Regions from separate parts of the Ovis aries genome. Here all the other regions are linked to region 2. The links are chromatin contacts, called in public Hi-C maps. All regions are on one chromosome and are shown on one strand. The core of a region is the stretch at or near the end of the contact, and the rest is flanking DNA. Distances in the headings are between cores, read along the strand shown. Region 1 overlaps HIPK2 (homeodomain interacting protein kinase 2). Region 2 overlaps TBXAS1 (thromboxane A synthase 1). Region 3 has its middle 13 kb from the start of CLEC2L.

What was found. A called contact is a pair of places that touch in the nucleus more often than the background predicts.
Region 1: a Hi-C map of hypothalamus shows a contact between it and region 2, with 7 times the contacts expected there. The contact joins two enhancer-like sites. A contact is called at or near these places in 5 of 16 Hi-C or Micro-C datasets (blood, hypothalamus, liver and 2 more).
Region 3: a Hi-C map of hypothalamus shows a contact between it and region 2, with 2.6 times the contacts expected there. The contact joins two enhancer-like sites. A contact is called at or near these places in 2 of 16 Hi-C or Micro-C datasets (hypothalamus and liver).

The regions. Positions count from the first base shown.
Region 1 is chr4:104,524,061-104,527,935 of ARS-UI_Ramb_v3.0, forward strand. HIPK2 (homeodomain interacting protein kinase 2) reads right to left here. Exons shown (of 15, transcript XM_027968868.3): 8 at 1,558-1,684; 9 at 362-483. Among named protein-coding and RNA genes, the nearest start is that of CLEC2L, 83 kb to the left of the region's middle. Within about 2 kb of position 1,256, at least 10 of the 54 cell types and tissues checked have an H3K27ac peak or open chromatin away from gene starts, as enhancers often do. A contact at or near this core is called in hypothalamus, where this site is marked.
Region 2 is chr4:104,881,642-104,885,257 of ARS-UI_Ramb_v3.0, forward strand. All of the region lies in intron 8 of TBXAS1 (thromboxane A synthase 1), which reads left to right. Among named protein-coding and RNA genes, the nearest start is that of PARP12, 63 kb to the right of the region's middle. Within about 2 kb of position 2,215, at least 10 of the 54 cell types and tissues checked have an H3K27ac peak or open chromatin away from gene starts, as enhancers often do. A contact at or near this core is called in hypothalamus and liver, where this site is marked.
Region 3 is chr4:104,427,277-104,431,408 of ARS-UI_Ramb_v3.0, forward strand. No RefSeq gene overlaps it. Among named protein-coding and RNA genes, the nearest start is that of CLEC2L, 13 kb to the right of the region's middle. Within about 2 kb of position 1,670, at least 15 of the 54 cell types and tissues checked have an H3K27ac peak or open chromatin away from gene starts, as enhancers often do. A contact at or near this core is called in hypothalamus and liver, where this site is marked.

The sequences.
Region 1 (3,875 bases), core at 6-2,505, 360 kb before region 2:
TCAAAAAATAGTTTCAATTTATAATAAGGAAATGCTAACTGACTTGCCTTGGGTCACAGAGAGTTATTAGTAGAGTTAGGATTAAAACCTAGGTCTCTCATATTAATCTGCATTACAAAGAGACAATAATAATAATAAATTTCCCCAGACTCCCCCTGTGTCTAAATTTCTTCTTGGAACTGTAAGCTAGATAGTTAGGAGGGTAATTCACCTGGGGATCATTCGGAATATTACTGATGTATTCTAATGACTTGAGGCATCTAACTCACTGCCAGGGAGGGAATTATCAGAGATATGTCTCTTTTGTGAACAACATTAACATGGATCGTGGTAACAGCAGTGATAATAAAGAAAGAATTACCTGGGCAAGCAGACCTGGCTGGATCTGAAGAGGCTGGGCTCCTGGGGCTTGAGTGACGATGGGAACGGCATTTTCCATTCGCACAGAGTAGCCAGCGTGTTTAGAGGGAGAGGCCTGCAATCCTAGAGCAGACAAGGGGTGACGGGGAGAAGGGCTGAGTAACTGGGAAGCGCTGGATGAGGAGACCTTCCTAGCCCGCTGTCAGCCCTCAGCCTCCCTTTGCACTAGTCCCCACCGGACACTGCCTGGTCCTTTGGAAGTCTTCCCTGCCTCAGTTTTTAACTTTAAAAAAAGTTTGTGTTTTTTCCTTCGGCCATGCCACATGGCTTGTTGGGATCTTAGTTTGCTGACCAGGGATAGAACCCAGGCCTTCATCAGTGGAGGCATGGAGTCCTACCCACTGGAACACCAGGGAATTCCCTCTAACTTAGGAAAAAAAAAACCCAAAATGACCTTTTTGAATGTTTTCAAAGACTCAGTCAAATTAAGGAGTCTTTAAAGCCAAAAGTGGAACAGTTATGCTGACAAATTACAGCAGGAAAACAGCTGCCTTTGTCGTGAAGATACATCTGACTGGGTCAAAGCCAGGGAGAGAGGGTAAGGCTGCTGGAACAGCACTTACTTAAACTGAACCACACAGACTCACACCAGGGGGTTTTCGGAACCAAATTCTCGAGTTTTCAAGGTAAACTATAACGACGTACCCGGTCAACTCTTGCTTAGAATTTTCAGGAGAAGAGTGCCGGGGTGCCTGGCCAGAGGTGGGGGGCACTGGCCAGGAAGTACTTTTCAGGGAGGTTTATACCCTTCACAAGAACGGGGACTAGTGCGCTGTCAGAGGTTGGCAGTGTGCTATAGATAATCCACACAGAGGTTATTCCACGGGAGGCAACACAAGGGCTGACATCAGCATAACAATGGGAGCGCGCACAATGTGCTGATTTACAGATGGTGGCTGAGCCAGGACAAAACCGCTGGCAGGTGGTGCGAATAACAAGGAATGGACTTGATGCAGAAGCCTACGTCCATTGTTTCTAGGTTGGCTGCCACAGGATGGGGGCCCTCAAGTTCAGTGATGCCAGGGCTCTCGCGGAAAGAAACAAAGAGGGCTTCAGCAGGACAGAAAAGCATGAGGCCAGCACCGCAGAGGCGGTCCTGGTGGAAGCGGGTGCGAGGCTGGGTCCTCTCTGCCTTACCTTGGAAGCCAGGTGGACACACGATGAGCGCTTGCTGGAAGGGGTCGGGCCGGGCGCAGATCTGGGCGGCTCCCGTCTGCAGGGGCATGCTCCGCTGGGCCACCGCAGCCATGGATGCCGCTGAGGGCTGGCAGAGTGCAGATTGGTAGTTTAGTATGGAGACCTCGGGATTGGCTAGGGAAAGGGTGGCACTGGTGGAGGTGGGAGCCTACAGGACTGGTGGGGATTAGACAAAAATAAACACAAATAAAACATGAGGGAGATGGCATGCTGGGAGACAGATCTAAATCAAATAAATGAACTCAAAGAAGAGCAAACGAATGAATGAAAACCACGAGCCAAAAAAAAAAAGCGAAAACGGGAGTGGAAATACAGTTGGAAAGACTTAGGGGAAAGCAGGCACCTGCAGCCCAGGACACAGAATCACCTTTGATGCTTAGATTCGGGCCTGTTCTTAATATTTTCAGGGCCTGTTCCTAATACTTGCAGGGCCTGCAAGTGCACACGGGATGCCTGCATGTCAAGTCTATACTGCAAAGTTAAGGACTGGCTAGAAAGAATTATGATCTGCCCTCCCACTCAGACATAAACACTTTCATAACTACCTGGAAGGCTTTGGTTTGAGTCTGAATCTGGATTCCTTGGCTTGGGCCCTGGAATATGGAGCCGAGTGCCTGCCTGCCTTCTCTCCAGGCCCCAGCTCTGTCCCACAACCTGAAGGCCTTTGGGTGCAGGTATTTGGACTTGGTCTTTACTGGGGAGGATGAAACTAGGAAGTGGCTCCTCAAGGCCCCAGGTCTCAGATTCCCGGAGCTTGACATGGAGGGAAACACACGCACTCGGGGAGGGCCTGGGCAGCAAGCCCTTCTGCTCAGGTCTAAGGGTAGCACTTTCAGATGCCCTTAGATGTTCACAGAGCACAGTTACTGCGAAGAAATAACGCTACAGAAACAGAGATGGAGAGGGACGCGCTGAGGCTGGGGTTGCTTGTTGGAATTCGGTGCATTCTCGTGCTGGCATTCAGAAATTAAGGTTAAAGGGCAAGGAGAAGATGCCAGGGCGTCAAGAGAACTTGAGATGGGTTAAGTTAAATGGAGATGGGTTAGACAGACACTGAAGTTATGTCCTCTCTCCTTTCTTTTTCAGAAAGAGAGAGCATTTGAGGTTGAACTTCCATGTGAAGCAAGGCCATGGAAGGAAAAGGAATTCTACATTGGGAATTCTCCAGTTTCACCCCATCTTAGTCTTCGTGCTGATCCTTTAGTAAGATAGGTGGAGTAACCCATGGCTTCAATTTCAATCTTGTTTATGAGAGATTTTGCTACTAGAGGCTACAAGGACTAAGAAAGTAAAAAGGGCAAGAGCCACAAGGCTACTGGGAAACATACAAAATTAGGACCTTAGGAAAGGTAGGCATATATGTCAGATTTGATGAAAAGGATAAAGTCTCATTTAAATGTCTTTTATACTTACATTTTATGCTGAATTTCAGTGCAAAGCATAGAATTTGTTTGAAAGTAATCACCAAATTAGGGACTGCCCATGTTTAGATTTTAAGATATTACTGTAACAACAACTGTGTTTGCACAGCATCACACAGTCAGCCTCCAGGCAGTGTAGCTGGGAATGCATGTGTGGCCCATGTAGGCCAGCATCTCTTGTCACTATTTTTTATTGAAGTGTAGTTGATTTATAATGTTGTGTTATGCATATATATTCTAACAAAAGGAAACTCTAGTGAAAGGAATAAATATGATTTTCCTATTCCCTTCCATCATAGGTTACTAAAAGGTACTAAACACAGTTCCCTGTGCAGCACGGTAGGTCCTTGCTGTTCATCTATTTAATACATAGTCATTTGCATGGGGCCAGCATTTTGTGTTGTTACCAACGGCATGACTTGTGTTTCCCTTCTGTTCTCTCTGCAGCCTCACCTCTCCTGGAGGCTCCCCTCAGACACCACTAGCCGCTCGCCCTCTACATACCAGAGTCCACACACTCTCTCCTCTTCCTGCCTCCTGGCTTCCCTCCTTGGGGCACTAGCGGCAGTCTCCTCCAGGTTCCCACACGGGTGCTCAGTGGCTCCCCCTTCTGGCCAGCCACTGGTCTTGCTGCTCCTTCCTTCCAAATGTCCCCAGAACACTCTCCCTCTTTTTAATCACTACTTCCTTTGCTAAGGCCTTCTGTCCTGGAGCCTGGGACCTGTAAGGCCTTGACTAGTGATGTTCTGGCCTCCACTTCTTTTCTAATCCTTCTTGGGCAAAGAGGCTAGAACATTCTTTCCAAATGACTACTTTTTGTGTGATACCACCTCTGCT
Region 2 (3,616 bases), core at 965-3,464:
CAGGGATTGAACTCACATGTCTTGCATCTCCTGCTTTGACAGGTAGATTCTTCACCACTGTGCCACCTATCAGATTTAGCTACCACATTTAAATATTGGTTTGCAGAGCCTAAACTAAATGATAGAAAGACCAAGAGACTGAGCAACTTAGACATAAAAGTAGCAGTTATTGCCCATGGAAAAATCAAATGTAGATGAAAACATCTCTCTGAAAATGAAAGAACTCTGGATTGAGAATGCAAACCATAAGGCAAAGATTCCATTCACGTTTTTGTTTCTATTTTCCCCCAATATTTAAGATTTAATCAATATTTCCCAATATTAAATGTTAGTAAATATTTATTTTCAACCATCTAAGAGTATGTGTGTGTATGCTAGGTCCCTTCAGTCATGTCTGACTCTTTGCAACCCTATGGCCTATAGCCCTCCAGGCTCCTCTGCCATGGGATTCTCCAAGTTAGCATACTCGAGTGGATTGCCGTGCCCTCCTCCAGGGGATCTTCCCAACCCAGGGATCGAACCCATGTCTCTTACGTCTCCTGCATTGGCAGGTGGGTTCTTACCACTAGCACCACCTGGGAAGCCCATCTAAGGGTACAGTTACTTGTTTTGCAGAACTGGTGCCCACTGAACAGGATTCTGTAAGATTGTAGAATGGCTTTCCTCCTTGACACATCCTTCCAGGGTAGTTTAACATGGAGAACAGAAGGCCTCATGATGAAATGTGCTCCTGGCCTCTGAATATTATGTTTAAACAGAAGTCCTGTCTGCCTGTTTGGTACCTTAGTTTCCAGAGACCTTTCACCTTTACCATCTCGTTGGCTCTGCTCCAAGAGATGGGTGGGGAAACATTAGGACCTGAAACTCAGAGACCAGGAGACATGTTGATGTTGCCTTGGTGACTGGCCCAAGGCCAGGGCTGCTGGGCAATGGACGCAGGGCAGAATCCCTGGCGGGACAGGATGACCACCCTGAGGCCTGGCCCAGGCCAGCCAGAGAGGCTGCAGGGGCATCCTCGTGGGGTGAGAGGCAGATTGATTGTAAGGGCTCTCCCAGTGCTTAACTCTGGTAACCTGGCCTGTGTTACAGGCTTTGAGGGGAGTGGGTACCCTTGGGGATCCAGTTTTAACATTATCTCTTGGAAACCCAAATGCTTAAAGTGCTTCCTGGCTTAAAATACTCTGCTCAGATCCCACTCCCCGCAAGTGCCCCAACACTCCAGGCCAAGCAGACCCCCTCAGCCCTTGCCAGCGCAGACAGAGGGTCTGAGCCGGCCGAGGGGGACAGCCCAGGGCTGACTAGTGCAAATCTCAGCCCCAGCTCCCCAGGCTCTTCCCTGCAAGGCCTTCGCTTCTATTTAAACATCTGGGCCGAGCTCACCAACTTTTTCTTCCAAGGAAAACCACTTCCTTGACTAAACTTTCCTTTCTTTCTCTTTTACTTCAAATAAATTCTACTCCCACCCCCATTAAAAAAAATTTTTTTTTTAATTTGGCTGCCCAGGGTCTTAGTTGAGACATGTGGGACCTAGTTCCCTGACCAGGGATCGAACCTGGAACTCCTGTGTCAGGAGCGTGGAGTCTTAGCCACTAGAACACCAGGGAAGCCCCCCACCCCCATTTTTTTAATGTGTCCTTTTTTTTTTTCTAGATGGAAAAGAAAAACATGCCACCTCTTCCATTTCATTTCCCCCACCATGATCCATGCCTGCTGCATTTCGTTCAAGTCTGCCCCAGACCTGGGTGTCCTGTACAGAGGCCCTTCTGTCTTCTGTGCCTGGAGCTCTGCTCTCTAGCCTCCAAGACATCCCAGAACAGCCCCCCTCCCACTCAGCCAGCCTAACACAACCATTTCAGATTCTTTCACGCATCTCAGAGTCTTTACATAGGCTGTTCCACGCTCTATTGTTATTTAAATTTCTATCTACTACCTTAATTTCTTATGAAGGAAAACTTTAAGCTATATAAGTTGGAAGAAAAGCTAAGTGAACCCCTGTGTACCCATCACTCAGCTTCAACAAGTGTCAACGGCGGTCATTTCGGTTCCCCCGCCCTCCCCTACTCTGCCATTTTCTTTTTTGGTTTTTAAATCCCGGACATCCTCTCACGTTTTTCGTCTCTATTGTGAAGAATTTGGATTCAAGACTGCTGAGGTCCTTTTGGGTTCAGTTTGAGCAGAAGCGCAGGTTCCCTCCCGGGGAGTCCCCATTTGCCATACGCTTGCTGCCCTCTGCTGGCCGGGCTGGCTCAGGACACCTCCGCCCCAGGAGGCGCGGCGCGGGGGTGGGGAGGGGGTGGGCGGTGGTGCGGCGTGGGAACCAGGTTCTAAGGGGTGAAGGGGAGTCTGAATGGGTGGGTGGGGACTGCCTCGCCTGGGTTTGGTTAAAAAGCTGAGACCTGAGCGCCCCCCTTCAACCACATCCGTACATCCATGCAGAAAAGATCACTAGGGCAGGTCAGATAGTCTGCAGCGGTCTCACCCCCTTGCATGCACGACACCAGCATCCAGGCCCCACCCTGGACCAACAGTCAAACCCCTGAGGGGCCAGGGATCAAACATCCTTATAAACTAAAAGCCTCCGGGCTGTGTCTAACGTTCAAGCGTGTCAAGAACTGCTGGGCCAACACGCTGATGTCCGTATGCATCTTGAGCCCAAAGCTAAGAAATAGTGATTTTTAAAAAAAAGCTCATGGGGAAAAGAATAAATGAAGACTTGACCTCACAATACAAATTACTCTTGGCCTATCTTAAAAAGTTCCCTTCCGAGTGCTGACAGCTTCCGGCCAGACACTTTGGTTGAGTAACCAATACCATGGCCTTGCTAGGGATGCTACTCCTAAGTCTGGTTTCCTTTTCTTTTTTGAGATATAGTTCTACATTTGGGTGAACAGTACCACTGTTCTGTTTTGGCTTTTTACATGTCTGCATTTGTTAAGACTCCTTTCTTTGCAGATAACAGAATTCGGCTGTCACTAAGTTAGGTCAAAAATGAGAACTTGCTGGAAGGGTACTGAGACGCCACCCACAGGGCTCCTTGCCAGGAGCAGATGGCAAACAGGACACAAGGAAATGGACTCTGTCCTTTGCCTGTGGTTCTCTGCACATCTAATTCATTGCTTCTTTCTCATGGCAAACGTGTTTACTGCTCATTAATCCGCATGGCGGTACATGGCCACCAAGAGATCATGACTCACCTGTGTTCAGCTTCCAGCTGCTGGAGAAAAACTCCTTTTTCCTCTGCCTAGGTCCAAAAGTCCAGGCAGACACTTTCACGTCAGAGCCCCACTCGTGAGCCAATCAACGGTGGCCTGCAGGGCTGACTATGTAATTTGTCCAACCTGACGCCAAATGGAAAAAAGCAAGGGAAAGTGCCGTTAACGGTACATAGAAAGGCTCTTCCTTTCTTCTCCCATCTCTCAAATTATCACAGTGTGTTTTATTTTCTATTTAACACCAGTCTAAGTAAAGAAAACTCTAAATTTTAAATTATCAGTGTGAATTTTACCACTCATCTCTGGATCACGCAATGCCACTTTTAAATGGTAATATCAGAGCATTTAACTCACATGCAGAACCACTGAAATTACGTAACTAGTATTTTGTGACTCATGGGCCA
Region 3 (4,132 bases), core at 420-2,919, 450 kb before region 2:
AACACGTTTTCTGCCTGAAAACCTTATGATCAAATGCAGAGGTAAGAGTCTTGACGTTACACTCCGCAGCAGCGCCCCCTGGTAGAGACCACAGGCACAGGAAAAGATTTGCCACTCCAGCTAATACACGGAGCAACTCGGGAAGGGATTTCTACAGCTGAGAAGCGGTCCAGAGAAGCCAGGGAGTCACAGGCTGGGACTCCATGCAGGAGCCTGTTCTCCAAGGAGTCACCTAACTCCCCGAAAGCTGCAGCTGGCCCCTATCTGTGATAATTAGGAAAAGCCCCACCATTCCCATCCACCGTGGGCAGGCTCACAGAGAGCAGGAGGTTTTGAAAAATACGTCCTTTCCTCCAGGTGACATGGCTCTGCGATCAGGTAAGAGCTGAATTCCAGGTCCTAATGGCTTCCAAACAGGCCAGGCGTCGGGTGTTCAGTGAGCAGCTTGCACAAACGTGAATGGCCGTTCTGATTGCTCTCTTGGTTCTCAGACCGTATCTGCTTCTATTCACGCACTTGTTCCACATGGGTCGGGGACAGCCTGTTGCTCAAGAATGACAGCTGGGACTTCCCTGGTGGTCCAGTGACTAAGACTGGGAGCTCCCAGTGCAGGGGGCTTGGGTTCAATCCCTGGTCAGGGAACTAGATCCCACGTGCCGCACCTAAAGACGCACATGCCGCAACTAAGACCCAGCACAGCCAAGTAAGTAAAAATAAATAAATACATATATTTATATATAAAGAATGGCAGCCAAGGCTCCAAATGTGGGTAAGAAGTGCTGGGTGGCCCACATTTTAAGTCCAAGGAGGCCAACAATCAGACCAAGCCTATCCACAGGGCTGACTGAGTGGTGCCTATTGAAAACTTTCCCTTTTCCTCATCCTCCTCCCTCAACACGCCCCCAATAGGGAAGGAGGTCAGCAGCCTTTGGGAGCTCAGTGCTTGTCGGGAGAAGCTATTCTCTTAAAAGGCGGGTGGTGCCTTCCCTCCATGAAGCCAAGTTGAAGACTGCAAGAAAACCCCTAAGCGGGGTGTCTGAAAAGAGGAGACTGGAGTCCTTTTCCACCTGATTGTTTGCTGAGCTGCAGAAACCACTTGCCTCCTGAGATTTTTCTGGAGCAAGTGGGCTGGTGGGGATGAGGTGGCTCAGGGCCAGGCCGGTCCAGAAACTTCGGAGGTCGGTCCCGCCAGGTCTTCTGAGTCTCTAACCCGGGGTGCACTCAGGGAGGGTGCACTCAGGCTAACCCTGGTGGTGCTCCCTCTGACACCCTGGTCTCCAGAACGCCTTTCCCCAGTCCCGACAAGTAGTGGGGTATCCTGAGCCAGAATTCTCCCAGAGAGGTCTTATGCGCAGTGTGGCTCTGAGCCGACCTGTGTGGGGCCACCGGTCCGTCCTGCTGAAGAGCGAGGCATCCTCAACAGGAGGCCTGACTCAGAGCTCGGACCAGACCCGCCTCCACCCGCGGAGATGGCCCCAGGCCGCGTGTTGTTGTCGGGCAGGAAAGCGCCATCCCGCATCCGCCCCCAACAAGGCCTTCTGGAACGGGGTCCAGTCCCCTCCACAGAACTTTCCCGCACTCATCGGAACGTTACACAGGTTTACTTCGGCCACCCGAGGTTAGAACGTGGTAGTATACCCTTAGATATCGCTAGATGGCGACCCTGCGTTAAGGGAAAGGGAAACATCGCTGGAAACAGCGCCGCTCACCGCCTGCCTGCCTCTCGGCCGAGGCGGGGTCCCTGGAGGGAATCGAGACGGAAGACGGTGCAGGCGGAAGGTGGTGGCTTTCAGATTCTCCCGGGGGCTCCGGGGGCGTGGCTCCGGGGGGGGCAATTCCTCCCCCAGACCCCCCGGGAGCGGGTGATGTCCTTCCCCAGGAGCGCGCTTAAGCTCCAGCCCAGCTTCCCGCGGCTCCGGAGCTGTGCGCACACGCGGAGTGGTTACTTGCGTTACCCGCTGGGGACCAGTTTCCCCCCACAAAGGCTGTTTTCAGGTGAAGCATCATCTCAGGGCAAAGACATGAGCCCTGCGAGACGGGGAGAGTACACTCACGGCTGAGCACCGGCCTCCAAGGCACAGGCTCAAGGCGACGGCCAAGGTGGCGCCCGCGCACCGCAGCAAGGTCAGACCCAGGGCAGGTTCCTAGAAAAACCAGGGTGGCTCGCAACTGTACACTTTAAATAACAACAACAACAGCGGGCTTCCCAGGTGGCGCTAGCTGTAAAGAACCTTCCTGCCGACGCAGGAGACGTGAGAAACGCAGGTTCGATTCCTGGGTCGGGAAGATCCCCTGGAGGAGGGCTTGGCAATCCATTCCAGTATTCTTGTCTAGAGAATCCCATGGACAGGGGAGCCTGGTGGGCTACGGTCTATACGGTTGCAAAGGGTCGGACACAACTGAAGCGACTTCGCCAAAACAAACAACAGCAACAATAATGAAAGCTCTGCAGTGTGTTTGGAAGCTTGTGGAATTGGTCCGAGGGTGCTCAGTTGTGTCCGACTCTTTGTGACCCCCATGGACACATGCCCACCAAGCTCCTCTATTCATGGGATTTCCCAGGCAAGAGTACTGGGATGGGTTGCCATTTCCTCCTCCAGGGAATCTTCCCCCCTCGGGGATCGAACCTGTGTTTGCTGCATTGCAGGCGGATTCTTTACCACTGAGCCACAAGGACGCTGTCTGGGCATATTTGAAGTGGCCACTTTCAAATCTTCACCCTTTATATTAATTTGCAGTACTATATATTTTGTGTATGTTTCATTTCAGTCCTAAAACAACTCCCTCAGGGCGAGGGGGAACGGAGCTTTACTGCAGGGAGGTGATTTGCCCAAGCCCAGTGGTAAATTAACAGCCCAACTAGGGCCGAAGCTAGTCTGTGCCGAATCACAGGAAGCTTGTGCCAAGATGGCTTGTGTTCTGGACGCTGTGTAAGTTCAGGGAATTCAGCACTCAATAAGATGCCAGGTTCCTCTTTTTGATAGTTGATAGTTACTCAGAGAGATGTTGGGCCCTGATCACCCCACCTCAAACAGCGCCCCCTACCTACCAACAGTCACCACCCTCTCTCCTTCAGTCTCCTCATAGCAAACTACCCCACCCGGGGAAGGTTTATTGCCTACCCCTCCCCCCACTACAGCATCCACTCCGGAAGCCCAGGAAGAGGCCTGCAAGTCTCCAGTCTCCAACCAGCCCCTTCACGCAGGCTTTCTTGCTCCACCTCTCTTTGGGCAGAGCTGCCCCGGAACTTTCAGTTCTCTAGAAGTGTTCCCTGCCACCACAGCTGCTGCTCCAGAAACCGAGTTATGGGTTTCTTGTTTGGCTTCCAGCCCCCAGAGGGCACTCCCCTTCCCTATTGGCTATTCACTGTGCCCCACGGTTGCCAAATTCGGGCTTCTGGTCTGGGTGAGGGAAAACATCTCATAGGAACTGCCGAGAGTCCAAAACAGTTCACATGGTTGGGGAAAAAGTCCGCAGCAGCTGCTTTGTCTTCAAGAGACCTGTTTCTCAGGGGCTTCTTAAATCTTCAACTGTTCAAACATGGGACTGGCTCTAGAGAATTTAATGACTGTCACAACTGTGTGTGTGTGTGTGTGCGTGCGCGCGCTAGTGACATCTAGTGGATAGACAGACACCAAATTGATGCTTTTGAACTGTGGTGTTGGAGAAGACTCTTGAGAGTCCCTTGGACTGCAAGGAAATCCAACCAGTCCATCCTAAAGGAAATTGGTCCTGAATATTCACTGGAAGGACTGATACTAAAGCTGAAACTCCAATACTTTGGCCACCTGATGTGAAGAGCTGACTCACTGGAAAAGACCCTGATGCTGGGAAAGATTGAGGGCAGGAGGAAAAGGGGACCACAGAGGATGAGATGGTTGGATGGCATCATCGACTTGATGGACATGGGTTTGAGTGGACTCCAGGAGTTGGTGATGGACAGGGAGGCCTGGTGTGCCGCAGTTCATGGGGTCGCAAAGAGTTGGACACGACTGAACCACTGAACTAAACTGAACTGAATGGTGTCAGGGCTTCCCTGTATCTCAAATGGTAAAGAATCTGCCTGCAATGCAGGAGACACTGAACCTAACCCGGGTTCAGTCCCTGGGTTGGGAAGATCCTCTGGAGAAGG